Regions from separate parts of the Mus musculus genome. Here all the other regions are linked to region 1. Evidence: chromatin contacts called from public HiChIP or PLAC-seq and promoter capture Hi-C data. All regions are on one chromosome and are shown on one strand. Each heading gives the region's core, a stretch centred on a gene start, on an enhancer-like site or on the middle of the called end of the contact. The rest is flanking DNA. Distances are from core to core; before and after follow the strand shown. Region 1 holds the start of Saxo2 (stabilizer of axonemal microtubules 2). Region 2 holds the start of Tmc3 (transmembrane channel-like gene family 3). Region 3 has its middle 6.1 kb from the start of Gm10610. Region 4 has its middle 75 kb from the start of Gm10610. Region 5 overlaps Tmc3 (transmembrane channel-like gene family 3).

The links. Promoter capture Hi-C pulls out the DNA fragments that hold promoters and counts their contacts. HiChIP or PLAC-seq counts read pairs in DNA pulled down with a chosen protein or histone mark.
Region 2: a promoter capture Hi-C map of the HPC-7 cell line shows a contact between it and region 1. The contact joins the promoter of Tmc3 here to the promoter of Saxo2 in region 1. A contact is called at or near these places in 12 of 39 promoter capture datasets (the C10 cell line, the HPC-7 cell line, HPC-7-derived erythroid cells and 8 more), 1 of 115 datasets of contacts at active chromatin or transcription factors (stem cell-derived neural progenitor cells) and 2 of 9 other capture datasets (embryonic stem cells and pancreatic islet).
Region 3: a contact with region 1 is called in an H3K4me3 HiChIP or PLAC-seq map of bone marrow-derived macrophages, with 10 times the contacts expected there. The contact joins the enhancer-like site here to the promoter of Saxo2 in region 1. A contact is called at or near these places in 12 of 39 promoter capture datasets (the 3T3-L1 cell line, the C10 cell line, the HPC-7 cell line and 7 more), 6 of 115 datasets of contacts at active chromatin or transcription factors (astrocytes, bone marrow-derived macrophages, cardiomyocytes and 3 more) and 4 of 9 other capture datasets (adipose tissue, liver, macrophages and 1 more).
Region 4: a promoter capture Hi-C map of the C10 cell line shows a contact between it and region 1, with 3 times the contacts expected there. The contact joins the enhancer-like site here to the promoter of Saxo2 in region 1. A contact is called at or near these places in 7 of 39 promoter capture datasets (3T3-L1-derived adipocytes, the C10 cell line, cranial neural crest and 4 more), 1 of 115 datasets of contacts at active chromatin or transcription factors (astrocytes) and 1 of 9 other capture datasets (macrophages).
Region 5: an H3K4me3 HiChIP or PLAC-seq map of bone marrow-derived macrophages shows a contact between it and region 1, with 7 times the contacts expected there. The contact joins the enhancer-like site here to the promoter of Saxo2 in region 1. A contact is called at or near these places in 6 of 39 promoter capture datasets (the 3T3-L1 cell line, the C10 cell line, cranial neural crest and 2 more), 3 of 115 datasets of contacts at active chromatin or transcription factors (astrocytes, bone marrow-derived macrophages and stem cell-derived neural progenitor cells) and 1 of 9 other capture datasets (liver).

The regions. Positions count from the first base shown.
Region 1 is chr7:82,647,083-82,649,782 of GRCm38.p6, forward strand. It overlaps Saxo2 (stabilizer of axonemal microtubules 2), which reads right to left and starts at 1,446. Exons shown (of 3, transcript NM_177894.4): 1 at 1,310-1,446. The coding sequence starts at 1,347. It overlaps Efl1 (elongation factor like GTPase 1), which reads left to right and starts at 1,532. Exons shown (of 20, transcript NM_175317.3): 1 at 1,532-1,596; 2 at 2,444-2,549. The coding sequence starts at 2,459.
Region 2 is chr7:83,583,655-83,586,354 of GRCm38.p6, forward strand. It overlaps Tmc3 (transmembrane channel-like gene family 3), which reads left to right and starts at 1,277. Exons shown (of 23, transcript NM_177695.4): 1 at 1,277-1,526; 2 at 2,632-2,700. The coding sequence starts at 1,438.
Region 3 is chr7:83,555,384-83,558,083 of GRCm38.p6, forward strand. No RefSeq gene overlaps it. Among named protein-coding and RNA genes, the nearest start is that of Gm10610, 6.1 kb to the left of the region's middle. Within about 2 kb of position 1,343, at least 4 of the 459 cell types and tissues checked have an H3K27ac peak or open chromatin away from gene starts, as enhancers often do. A contact at or near this core is called in bone marrow-derived macrophages, where this site is marked.
Region 4 is chr7:83,474,230-83,476,929 of GRCm38.p6, forward strand. No RefSeq gene overlaps it. Among named protein-coding and RNA genes, the nearest start is that of Gm10610, 75 kb to the right of the region's middle. Within about 2 kb of position 1,387, at least 17 of the 459 cell types and tissues checked have an H3K27ac peak or open chromatin away from gene starts, as enhancers often do.
Region 5 is chr7:83,615,214-83,617,913 of GRCm38.p6, forward strand. It overlaps Tmc3 (transmembrane channel-like gene family 3), which reads left to right. Exons shown (of 23, transcript NM_177695.4): 18 at 645-770; 19 at 1,520-1,598. All of the region lies in intron 1 of Gm16638 (predicted gene, 16638), which reads right to left. Among named protein-coding and RNA genes, the nearest start is that of Gm16638, 15 kb to the right of the region's middle. Within about 2 kb of position 1,253, at least 41 of the 459 cell types and tissues checked have an H3K27ac peak or open chromatin away from gene starts, as enhancers often do. A contact at or near this core is called in bone marrow-derived macrophages, where this site is marked.

The DNA of each region.
Region 1 (2,700 bases), core at 196-2,695:
CTGTATGCCCAAACAGACCTCCTCTCCTTCGCTGTTTTTACCACAGTGCTACCACAGTGGTGCAAATGTACCTAACAGATAGTCTTCAACAACAAATGAATATGGACAGATCTTCCATCTTTCCTTCCAACAGGAAAGGAGGCAAAAGATGAGAGGTGGTATGGGGAGGGATGATGGTGAAGAATCTTTGCCCCGTTTTGAGACAATGACTCATGAAGGTAGCCAAAGTTTAAAAACCATTGGCTGAGTGGAACTATGTATGTCATAGTAACTACCCATTTTGTCAAAGATTCTTGTACCTCAGTTATAAAACTGAAAGCAGCTAAGGCAGTGCTCTCGCTGCAACTAAGTGTTTGCAAGGGACATTTCGGCAGAAGTTATTAGCCATGCTTCAAAGCCTAAAGGGGATTCCTCTTACATTGGCAGTCCCCCCAGCTCTGTGGATGGTGATATTATTCTTGAAGAATGTAAAGTCCCTAATATAATGAATTTCCTGATGGGTGGATGGGAAAATAACTTAGTTTGTAGATAAATTCAGATTCAAATACATTTTTTTTCTTACATACAAGATTTTGCAGATTCAAGCCTTAAAAGTTATGTTTGCATCTGTTCAAACATACAAACAATGTTTATTACAAAAGGGGCTGAGAAACTGCTCTCAATCAATATGTGTTGTAGCTGGTTGCCCTTAGAAGGGGATTACAAGTACAAAGGGCTTGGCGTTACTCAGTTACTCTTATTCACTTATCAAAGGTGATCTAACCCCTGGGTAAACAGTAAGCTTGAGGATAGAGAAGAATGTGTTTACTGGTGATGTAAAGTTGTTAGGCAGGACTTACAAACCAAACCTGAGGTTTACGGTGAGGACTATTGCCATTTTTGTCTGTCAGAAAGGCCTCAGGAAAATGTTGCCTTGGCAGGAATAAAAATAGAGTTTAGAGGATGGAAGGTTCTGGGTGGCAAACGAAATACCATGGATACTGTTCTTTTAAGTTAACCAATAGAATCGGTGGGTGACTCCATCACTTACCAGCCATATTTGCTCATACTACTTAGCTGATCTGAACTGTATTTTAGCTTAAATCTCTGGATGGGAAGCCTCAGGGAATGCAAAGAAAATAAGTTTTGCCCAGGAGCTAGCCAAGCAGAGGAAATGGGCAGCATTTAGCAGAGCATAAGGTCGGGGGTGGGGGGTGGGGGGTGGGGGTGGAGTAGGGGTCTCCTCCGGTTCAGGCAAGGGAGTCCTTAGGGGGTGTGCGCGGCGGGGCTCGCGGCTCTGCGGACGCCACACCGGGCGGACGTTTCTTACCCGCAGGTGCAAATCTGGCACAGACACCAGTTCCTCATGCTCTGCGCTCCAGCGTCCCCCTCCGCAGGCTTAGGCTGGCACACTTCAGAGCAGCTACAGCGTCCGCCGTCGTCAAGGCGACCGCGGAACTCCAAGTTGAAGGGAAACGACGTGGCTTCCGGTGATGTTCTAGATGCGCGCGGGTCAGAGGTCACAGGCCCACAGGCCCCGCCCCCAGGCTCCTGCGACTTCCGGTCTGAGCTACCCCTGGAGTCTTAGGTGCGTGGGTGAGGTGCGGCGTGGAGCTGGTGAGTGGGGGGACTTGCTAGGGACGCCGGCGACCAGACGGTGACGGAGACCCGGGGGGGTCATGTCGATTGGGCTGGGCGAGGAGTGTCCCGAGCGGCTGCACTTTATAGGGACCCGGTACTCTCAGCGGCAGCGACTCCAGGAACCCAAGAGGAGGAAGGGCATGCAGACCTCGATTTGCTTCTTTTAATTGGAGAGAGGGGTAGAAGGTGTGTCGTGCACCTGGTGTGTTCCTAGGCACGTGATCCAAAAACTTTTAAGGACACTCAGTGCAGTCACAGGGCCGAAGTTCTCATGTCTGATAAAAGCCAGCAAGCTTGACAGAAAGGCAGACTTTTGGAGGGACTGAAGTAGGGAAGGGTGTGTGTGTGTGTGTGTGTGTGTGTGTGTGTGTGAGAGAGAGAGAGAGAGAGAGAGAGAGACTGACTGTCTGTCTCTGGTGTGTGTGTGTGTGTGTGTGTGTGTGTGTGTGTGTGTATGTATGTATGTATGTATGTATGTGAGTGTGAGTGTGACTTAGCCGGGCGCCTCTGCACCTGGCTCCCAACTGCGTGATTCATCGCATGGCAGATCCGGAAACTCCCAGCTCACCCCACAAGTACTGTCAGCAGGATGTGTGGACTTTACCATGGAACATGGGCCTAAAGGACTATATCCCCTCAGGGCCAGAAGGAAATAGATGTGGCTAAACATTCATTGGGTTCTCAGTTAAGGAATCTGAGGCGACTTGTCAGCATCAGCATCTCCCTCTCAGTTTGTCCATTTGGTTTTCGCTGTTGTGCACACCACCCCCACCCCCACCCCCACTAGATTTTGTACCATTTTTAATTTGCATTTAATGTTTAGTCCCAGGAAATAACCATGGTGCTCAGTGGTGTTGATAAGATGATTCGACTTCAGAAGAACACTGCCAACATTAGGAATATCTGTGTTCTGGCTCATGTTGACCACGGTAAGGCTTTTAGAATTGGGTTTTATTAACAAAGAGGAAATGTCTCTGTTTCATTGGAGCGGTGAGAGTGATGCTTGCTAAGGAGTTGTGTGTTGTGCCATGTCAGAGAAGCATGCTGTAGAACGTTTGAAATAAATGGATTAACGGGTGA
Region 2 (2,700 bases), core at 27-2,526, 940 kb after region 1:
TCTGCTCATGTAGAGTTCTTAATGTGGGCAAGACAGAGTGTTCAGCAGAGCTGAGCCATGCTTTCTAGCACTGCATTAGCCTGCTCAGCTACACACAAGTGTGTTAACTCCCTGCAAGCAGCCAGGGCTCTGGGTGTTCACTAGCAAACAGGTTTGTAATTCCCAAGTGCACCAAAGGCCTTGGCCGGGGATAAGATGTTTGGCTAAAAAGCCAGTGTACAGCTAACAAAGGAAACATGCAGGCGATAAGGGAATGGGCCCCATTTGGCCTTTGTATGGGCAAGATGCCACATTTTCTAAAGCTATACATTTTTTGACCTCCAACATACATGGATTTCCAGAGTCTTGTTTTCTAAGCATTTCTGAGAGAGAGAGAGAGAGAGAGAGAGAGAGAGAGAGAGAGAGAGAGAGAGAGAGAGAGAGAGAGAGAGAGAAACGAGAACCATGTATAGAGGATAGAAGAGGTTCCCTGGAGCTTGAGTTAGAGGTGGTTAGTGGGCTGAACTTAGGTCCTCTGCAAGAGTAGCAAATTCTTTTAATTTATGGGACATTTCTCCAGCCCTGAGATGAAAATAAAATAATATGAAATAAATAAAAATCTTAATTTTTCTCAAACTCAGCTTTATGGGTCATTATGCATACTGATATGTCCATACTTAATACATGTAAGACTAGAACTAAAGTAATCCCGTTTTTTGTTACTAGAACATGGAAGTCTTGAAGGTTGAAACATCATTATTTCTAGAGTTTACTGGTTTCTAAGCATTTGTTAGGTAGCAGGTAGGTAGGTAGCAGGGAAAACATGGGTGGTACTGAGACAACTGTGGCAACATGTAAATGGTTAATGCTTGAAAGTAGCCAGAGGTTCATGGTACTGTGATGTCAACATTTCTGTAAGCTTGACATCTTTCAAAGTACAAAATCAAAAAGATGTAGAGGGAGAAAAGAATAGAGTGCTATTGTCTGTGCCTGGATAGGCAGTGCACTTGCTGTCTCTAAGTCTCTTCTGGAGAGACCCACCACACCCTGCCTCCTATGCTCCTAAAGTGTTTAGCAACTGCCAGCTGTAGTCAGATGTAGAGGAGTTTGCAAGTCTTTGAGCCCTGTCTGGGCACAAGAGATTACTGATGGACTTTAGGAAGAACCAAGACAGCCCTAGGCTACTGGGCCACGCCTCCAACTGTCCCGATCTTAGCCAATCAATGTGAACACACCCACCTCACTGTTACATATGTATGACCCTGGCTGCCCTCCTGGTTTTTCTGCCCTGAGCACCAGATGCAGGCAGACATTTGCTCCTGTTTCTGAAGGAGGAGAGCAGGTCAACTCTGCAGGCCTCTTTCAGACAGCTCATTTGGAACAGAACCCTGCCTGCAAAATCAAGGCTTTCCAATTCCCTGGCTATCCCTAGGGACCATTGGCTACAGACCAGGCCTCATGAAAACCTCAAAGGCATCCCAGCGCTACAGAAGCATTCGGAGAAACGCCAGCCAGTGTTATCTCTACCAGGACTCCCTGCTTCTTGGGTGAGTGCCTTGCTGGGTTCTCCAGTGCAGAAACTTACTTCTCTGGGGTCATGAGGAACTGGGGTGGCGACCACAGCAATGCTCAGAGAGGAAGACAGTTGCAAGCTCCCAGCTCCAAAGCCTGTATCCTGCACTTATTTTGTTGCCTGCCAATTCCACACATGGGCTTCATCTGCTTCTCCCTGCTTCCTCAATTGCTAGCGTCGGAAGAGAGCAGACAAGCCATCTGCTGCCTCTGATAAATCAGGTGTCTGCTGGAAAACGCTTCTGAGCACGGGGATGTGGGCGGGGATGAGAACTGAACGTCTTAGGTGTGTTTCGGGAAGATTTTCTGTTAAATACTGAAACCTCCTCTAACTCTAGAGAAATTTTCCTTTGAGGAAATAAAAGACTTCCTGATCAAAATGAGAGGAAATGTGTTCTTTTGCAAAAGCCATAGGTTACTCATCTCCTTAAAAAAATATTGAGTTACATATTTAGAATTACTATGGAAGAAAGTCCCTGTTAAATGTTGAAAAATTGTTCTACACAGTAGCTATGCCCTAAGGAGTTTGCCCAATGCAGTCATTTAACGCATTTTGTTGTTGTTGTTGTTGTTGTTGTTGTTTGTAAAAACCACTGCCTGCCTCACCTCTTATCTTGTGTTTAAAATGAACACAACAGAGAGGCATCTCCAGGCAACACAGGCCACATGTTTGTTTCTTTTACCTTTAGAGTGGGAGAAAGAGGAATTGTGTCTCCAAGCTTTGCTCCTCACCTCAGTGAGCCTATAGATGACATTGTGTCCCTTCTCAAAACTACTGTTCCTCAAAAATGGAATCAAATGTGGGAATTCCTCTTCTCCTCTCTCCTTTGCTGTCGTTTGCCATGAGAACTTATTCCTTTTCACTGACCACTGAAGTAATAGAATCTACAAATGAGTTTCTAAGGACTGCTGACATTACCAAATTCTGTCAGTCTATGGACACAAACACACACACACACACACACACACACTACAGATGACCCTGGGACAGTGAGATGCAGAAGTTACACAAGAAAGATGCCCTTTGCTGAAAGCAATTCTGTAATCAGATTTCCTCCATGATTCCCCTTTTCCACCCAGTAACTCCGATGACAGCTTTAATGCTGATGAAACGGGAGACAGCAGTGATCCGGAACAAATCTTCCAGAA
Region 3 (2,700 bases), core at 93-2,592, 910 kb after region 1:
ATTTGCCTTTTAATACTTGCAGCCAATATCTTCCCATGGTGCCCACTAGTATACATTTCTCTACAAATGCAGCCACTACTTATTCTCCCAGACACAATATTTATTCTTGCTTCTGTGCAGGTTTCTAAATGGTGTATGAGGCGTATAACATAAGAAGTGTCTCAGTTGAGGCCCATTGGACTTGCAAACTTTATATGCCCCAGTACAGGGGAACGCCAGGGCCAAAAAGGGGGAGTGGGTGGGCAGGGGAGTGGGGGTGGGTGGGTATGGGGGACTTTTGGTATAGCATTGGAAATGTAAATGAGCTAAATACCTAATAAAAAGGGGGAAAAAAGAAAATAAAACAGATAAACAAAATAAAAAAAAAAGAAGTGTCTCAGTTACTTCAGGCTCCTCCACTTGCTTATCTTTTTGTGTCTGTGGTATGTATGTAAATGTCTGTGTTCATGTGTATATACACATGTGTGCAGTTGCACATATATATCTCTGCATGCTCAGAGTTCAATATTGGCATCTTCCTCAGCTGATCTCTCTGTTTTTTTTTTCTTTTTAAAAAAATTAGCATATTTTAAATTGAAATAAAATTACATCACTTTCCCCCTCTCTTTGCTCCCTTAAGCCTCTCCTAGGGACCCCCTCTCTCTCTAGGGACTCACCAACTCTAATGCTCACCTACTGTAAAGTTAATAGCCCCTTTTTCTTTTGTTCTTGTTGTAACATACATATGTAGGTAGTATACACATGTATGCATGTATGCATAAATATATCAATACAGCCTGATGCATTATTTTTTGTTTTCTGTGTGTATGTGATTTCAGACATGCCCACTCGGCATTTGACAACAATAAGACTAATTCCTGGGAGAGGCTACTTTTCTTTCTCTCCATGGTCATTTGTTGCCTATAGTTCTTTGCCTAGGGGTGGAGCTTTGAGAAACCTCCCCCTTTCTATATTAGCATGTTTATTGGTAATATCATTGTTCTATCTTATGTATGCAGCCATTTCTAGGGTGGTCCCATGACTGCTGAAGATACCACATCTTAGGACACCAGGATTCAGATGATTCATGCTGGATCTGACCAACAAGCCTCCTTCCTGCAGTCCAGTGCCAATGGTGCCAGAAATACTATGCCAGATACCAGGGCAGGGAGGCAATCAAGCAGCCCTACCTATCTGCTACATTTATGAACCGTGACATCTACTCAGGATATTCATACCTCAAGTGGCACTCACAAGTTGATAGTAATCAGCAGCTGTCTAATTGGACTTAAGATCCACTCAACAGAAAGGAAACCATGCCTGGTATTGGGAAATTAGCCAACTTCCCATGGTTAATGAGGTCATGGGTCTTAGAAAAGAATCTACTACAACCACTTTGCTAGGCCATAATAATTTCGTACTGTAGTCTAACTCTTATCCTTATACCCACATATAATGTAGCTCCACCCTTCAAAAGCAAACAGGAAACTACAACTAAACACAATGCAGAGATCAAAGGATGGTGGGGATCCCAGCCTCAACAGATACATCTACATCACAGCTTCTGCATCTGTGGATCATAGGACATTGAGGAAGAGAAGGAAAAAAGATTTCAAAATACAGAATGCCAGAAAGTCTGCTGTAAACGTGTCCCCTCTTATTTTTTCTTTTTATTTATTCTTCTCTTATACAATACAATACAATACAATACAATACAATACAATACAATACAATACAAAACAACCACAGCATCCCCTCCCTCCACTCCTCCCAGTCCCCCACCATCTCTCCTCTACCCCAGATTCAATGCTTCGCCATTTCCCTTCAGAAAATGGCAGGTCTCCCAAGAATATCAACTGAACACAGCCGTAGCAAGATGCAGCAAGATCCTCATAATCACAAACCCTCACAATCAAGGCTGGATGAGGCAATCAAGTAGGAGGGAAAGGATTCCAAGAACAGGCAAAAGAGTCAGATATTCCCACTCCCACTGTTAGGAGTCCAACAAAACCCCAAGCTAAACAAACACCACATATTTGCAAAGGACCTACAGATCTGTGAAGGCACCATGATTACCACTTCAGTCTCTGTGAGCCCCTATGAGCCCTGCTTAGTTAATTCTGAGGGCCATGTTCTTCTGGTGCTTTGACCCCTCTGGCTCTTAAAATTCTTCCTCCCCCTCTTCCACAGGGCTCCCTAAGCTCTGCATAATGTTTGGTTATGGTTCTCTGGATCTGCTCCTATCAGATGCTGGTGGAAGCCTCTCTGCTGCTAATAGGGCTAGGCACTGATCCTAAGTCTCTGGGCCATCCAGCTTCCAGTTCCTGGCCATCCAGGGTTAGCACCTTCTTGTGGCTTGAACCTCAAGTTAGACTAGTCACTGGTTGGCCACTCCCAAATCTCTAAGCCACTCTTGCCCCAGCACACCTTGCAAGCAGGTCAGGTTGTGGGTAGAATGTTTTGTGGCTGGGTTGGTGTCCCAGTCTCACCACTGAATGCCTTGCCTGGTTACAGAAGATGGCTGGTTCAGGCTCCATATTCTCCATTTACTAGGAGGCCTCACTAGGATCACCCTCAGAGATTCCAGGGAATTTCCATTGCACTAGGTCTCCACAACTATCCCCAAATGTCCCCTAGTTCCAGTCTTCTCTCCCCATACTCTCTTCTTCCTTCCTCCCCCCCCCTTCCCCAACCTGATCCCTCTTGTTCCCATGCCTGCCT
Region 4 (2,700 bases), core at 137-2,636, 830 kb after region 1:
GTGCTCTCTAGAGTGAGGAGTAGCTGAGGATGAAGGAGAAAGCCAAGGGTAAATAGAGTCACTAACTGGACATTTGGGAATACAAGTCCCCTATACACTGTCAACATCTCTATTAGGCAGGTTAGGCACAGAGCTTAGGACCTGAGATATATTTAAATATATATATATATATATATATATATATATATATATACATAATTTATATATATATATATATATATACACATAATTTTACTTCAGAAGAATGAAAAAATATGCTTCTGATATTGGTTCTTAGATAATGACCTTTACCTTTACATTGGAGTAATTTTTAATACTGAATTTTAAAAGAAACCTTATGAAAGCAAGTGCCTAGACTCACAAAATCCATAATGCGGTTGCTGCTGTCCTCACTCTGCCAGCCTGTAAAATGGGTTCAATAAAGAGTCCCCCCAGCCCATCCATATCCATGACAACCCACAGGCACCACTTTCCTGTCCCTGGCACTGCACACATTGCATCACTGCTGATTGTTTTACTCTGGGTGGGAAGCAGCCAGACATCTCCATCTCACAGAAGTTGCTGCAGATCTGCCATGTGCCTCGACTAGCACTGTTCTCAAAGAATAGTTTTCTGTGGTTCCCAAATGTATATGTCCATCAAGATGTATCTGAGAACCTCAAAGCAGATCTCCTGAACTTGTGTAATGTGTGTGTGTGTGTGTGTGTGTGTGTGTGTGTGTGTGTGTGTGTATGTGTGTGTGCATATGTGTGTGTTGGCTTCATTCAGGAGGCTCTGGCAGGAGAGGGTAAGAGGAACACTATGAGTTGAGTCTGGGAATTGACCTTGGTCCTTCCCATGCCAGAGTTTGGCAGCGGTTGTTCGTCTGTTTAATGTCTTTCCTAAAGCTCTCACTTTCTTCATGTTCTGTGGGGGAAGCTTCCAGATGGCTGACAACCAAAGGCAACTTGCCATTGCCTTATAAGTTTCATTACCCACCCCTAGATTTGTAAATATACCTTTCATCCAACCCTCTTCACTGCCTCCTCTGAACAGAACCATCCCGCTGGGGTGGGGCTTGGGGGAGGGATGGCTCTTTCCCCATGATCTGTAAACTTCTGGAAGGTAATCCTGCAGTGTAGATGTGGTCACCTTCAGGATCTGCAAACATAAATGCAGTCCCACTGCACGGACTGATTACAGCTCATTCTTTGAGCTTTCAAGGACTGAGCACTTATGCTTTGCTGTCGTATAGTACTGTTGTTGCTTTGTCCTACGGCCAAAGCAGGAGGTTAGTGTTCTCAGCATTAGTCTAGTGAAAGAAACAAATGCACACAGCCAGAGGGTGGTAACTCACTTCAGGTAAGAGGTATAGCCAGAAGCCATCACACTGATTGCCCTCACAGGCCCCGCCTTCCTGGCGAACCTCTCAACACCCAGGCAGAAGGCAGCTGTCATATCTGGCACCTAGATTTGCTTTTCACAGGTTGGCAAGCTGTGGCTACTGGATTATAGACTTCTCAAGTGCAGCCTAGCCTTGCTCCAGTTTCTGGAAAGAGATTTATTGAAATATTTTTTCCCTTGTGATTGATGGGCTTAAAATCCTCACCATGAATCTGGGGGTTGCGGCTCACTTCTTGCCGTTTCTGAGGCAGTGCTGTGGATTGTAATATGCAGCTAGCTACAATAGAGCGGGTGTTTTCCAGGAACAATGCCTGCTTCTATTTAAGTTTTATGGGGGTCCCCACTTAAATTTTCCCCACTTAAAAAGTCCATATATAGCTTTTCTGGTCTAGGCTTTCCCAGAGACACCCAAGGGACACTGAGCCACATCATCCACTCCATAGTAGAAAGGGCAGAAGGAAATGGCACACTTCTGCTTTAACCGTTTGCTGGCAGATGTTTGTGTGAGAAGGCATACCTGCAAGCAATTATATCCCATTCCTGGGATGGCTTACAGACATAGATATGGGAATGGAATAGGATCTAGAGTTTGGCCGGATGTCTCCCTTTTGTATATAATTTAACTCTCTCTGAACCCTGCTTTATTCCCTTGGAATGTGAGATTATGGTTTTGGCTGAAAGGAACAACACAAGACGAGTGCAGGGTAACAGAAGACAGCTCACTACCCAGATGTTAGCCATCTTCTCAGGACATTCTGGGTCATGTGATTTGCTATCTTTTGGTGTGGCTGGGAAGCTCACTCATCTTGAATCTTTTATATTATATGAGTCACGTGGAATTGGTCCCTTGTGCATGGTCCTGTGTCCCCCACAGATTCCATCCACGTGAAGACAGACCTGAAGAGGAAGACAGAACCGTCTTTCAGGCCAGTCCTCTACAGATTGAGGGATAGGTGAAGGACACAGATCTGAGAAGTGGCCAGGCAGGCTTGGAATCTGGCAGTGGGTTTGAGACTCTACCCTTCCCATCTGTATGGACAGGGTGGGTCCACTAATTTACAGAATCCTGTGATTATATGCTGCATTCGTTAGAGACTATCAGGGCAGTAATCCAGTGTGGGCAGGAGCTTTTCCTCAGTATCAGACCCTGCACACGCATGGCCTTGGTAAGATCTTGAGATGCTGAATCAGCTGCTCTGGAACTTACATCTTTCAACTTGGTTTGCTTGCTTGCTTGCTTGCTTGCTTGCTTCCTTGCTTGCCTGCTTGCCTGCTTGCTTGTAATAGGTTTCATAGAGCCCATGCTAGCTTTGAACT
Region 5 (2,700 bases), core at 3-2,502, 970 kb after region 1:
TAGGACTCTGTCACAAAACTGAAAACACACTTGTATATAATATATCCAGACTGAATAGGTTGTAGTAATGTATTTAGAAATATATGTATAATATAAATATACATATGCATACAAGTATGCATGTACTATGAGTTGATGCAAAAAGAGATCAGGGGTTTGAAAGAGAGCAAGTGGGTGGATCTAAAGAAGGGTTTGGAGGTAGAAAAGAAAAGGAGGGGAAAGGAGCAGATGGTTGTACAGAAATCTATGTGACTGAAGCCAGGCTTCATTTGAAGACAGTCTGTGCCAGCTTTCAGTCTGGAGTGTCTTGCTATAGCCATACAGATCTCAACTGCCATCTCCATCTTTGCCTAAGCCGGTTTTGAGCCAGGAAGCCGTTAGAGGTGTCTTCATTTACTTGCTAAAAGGCCAGTGCACTCATAGTGCGATCAGTGGCCTCACCTCCAGACCTACCAGGTAACCAGATCACTACTTCACATAACTTCAGGAGTGTTAGGCATCTTGGTCATTTGGAGATTGGCCTCCAGCTTTTATAGCCACTTGTGGAGATCCATCTCTAGACACCCAAACACTTTTGATAGATCTTGAAACATTCCCCTGGCAAAAGCAGTCCAATCTGGAGTTATCTTTTTCTTTTTTCCTAGCGGACAAGAGAAAATTTATGACATCGTGTCCGAGACGATAGAGAATGACTTCCCGACCTGGTTTCACGCTGTAGTTGGACATATCAGCAGCCCCGTGGTGATACTTCCAGCTGTGCTGCTTCTGTTGTGAGTGCTACACCTCCCAGCCCCTAGGGGGCATCATATCTCCCAGCCTACGGGGTCTGTCATAACTTCCAGACTTGAGGAGACACTATTGCCCACAGTCTCCAAGGGGTGCCACACCTCTCAGCCTTCTAGGACAAGTGTGTAGTCACCTGATCACACTGATGTCCAATAATTAAAAAAAAAAAATTAGTCCATTCAGAAAGCACTTACAAGTGTTGATGATCTAAACATTGATCTTGAGCCACACTTGAGAACACAAGGCACCATGCTACAGAGGGATGGCTGCATAGCTCCCAAGTCAACCACACCATCTGGAAGGTTACTGTGGCCACTCTAACAGGTCCGGACACTATGAATACCAGTAGAGTATTCTGCAGAAGTGTAGATAATTTTGAAATGTCATAATTCAGCTGAGTAGCTTATGTTTCTTAGGTCTTTCAGAGAGAAGTGAAACCAGTAGCCACAGCTTGATTGGCTGCAAGGTGCCTGCTGGTCTTGGTGCCTTGTATTTATTGTCAGGGTGCAGAATCTGAAGCAACAGGGGTCAGCTGCGGGAAGCAAAAATTTAAAAAATGAAGTTGTGCTTTCCCAGTGACCACAGGCTGTGAGAAAGAAGGCAGATGTGTTTTTGTTCAAGATTCAGAGGTTAGTGAGGAGGAACCCTCACTTCTGCTGCCCCCGAGCAGGGCTGGGAAGCTACAGAAGCAATTTAAGAACCCTGCTTACTATCCCATGTCCTTCCATGCCAGCATGCTCATCTACTACCTTCAGAGCATCGCGAGATCACTCAAGCTCAGCAGCCAGCAACTCAGGATGCAGATCCAAAATGCAAGTATCATCTGAACTCAGCTCTCATCCATGCCAATGTCAGCCCTGGCCAGATACCTGCACCCTCTCCAGCATGAGAGTCCAAAGCAGCTCCAACCCTCAGATTACAGTGCACATGTGCTATGGTACAAAGTGACTACCCACCGAGTCCCTCCAAGTTATTTCTGAGAATAGCCAGTGGTCACTTGCTTTGGCTGGGAGCAAGCCTGATGCTCACTTAAGCCCTCTTTGCATGGCAGCTCGGTAGACTTTAATAGACTGGTGAAGAGCCACCCCCACCTGGATCAACTTTGACCCCTGAGCCCCTAGTACTATTTGAACCCCAAGCACTCTGCTCTCTTCTTTCTTATTTTTTAGATTTTGTCTGACATAGACTCCTTCCCACCTGGAGTACACACCTCTCCTAAAGTAACCAGATTGAGGCAGATACTCCCTGGCCTTCTGCTTCTGTCTCCTGCTCCCTCAAGGTCAGGAGGAGGCCAAGGAGGTATCCAAGGTACCAAACTCTCTGGGTCGTGTGTATCCTGAAAGTCATACTTCCTTAAGTGAGGCCTCCTGCTCACCTCCTGTCTCTCATCATCACTGAAAAACAACCCCATATCCCCTTTTCACTAGGTAAAGAAAACAACTGCTCCCACACATGCAAATTTATGTAAAGGAGCAACAGCCTGGCTTTGTGAAATGTCAAGTTAGGAAGCCATTTCCAGTTGCAGGGCATTTTGTCCATGGATATCTCCCTAGTGGCTCATTTGTATTTTCTTTGTGACTCAAACCATTTCAGACTGAGCCTCCCTAATCTAAAGATCTGAACTGTTTCAGGACCTGAAAGTCCTTGAGTGTCAGCATGAGGCTGAGAGTAAAATTCCAAAACAGGAAACTCTTTCATGTACAAAAACTGTCGAAAATAATATTCTATAAAGTCACCTCCAGGCTGAATGTGCTCAGTACAAGTAAAGCAAAATGAATCTCAACTGAGACTTGGGCCTCATCCCTAAAATAACCAGAATATGAAACTCTACAGGTCCCAACTCCTTCAGCTACAGGATACTGTTTGCCTTGGCAGAGTTTCACACATGCATGAACTAATTGTTCTTACAGGAAA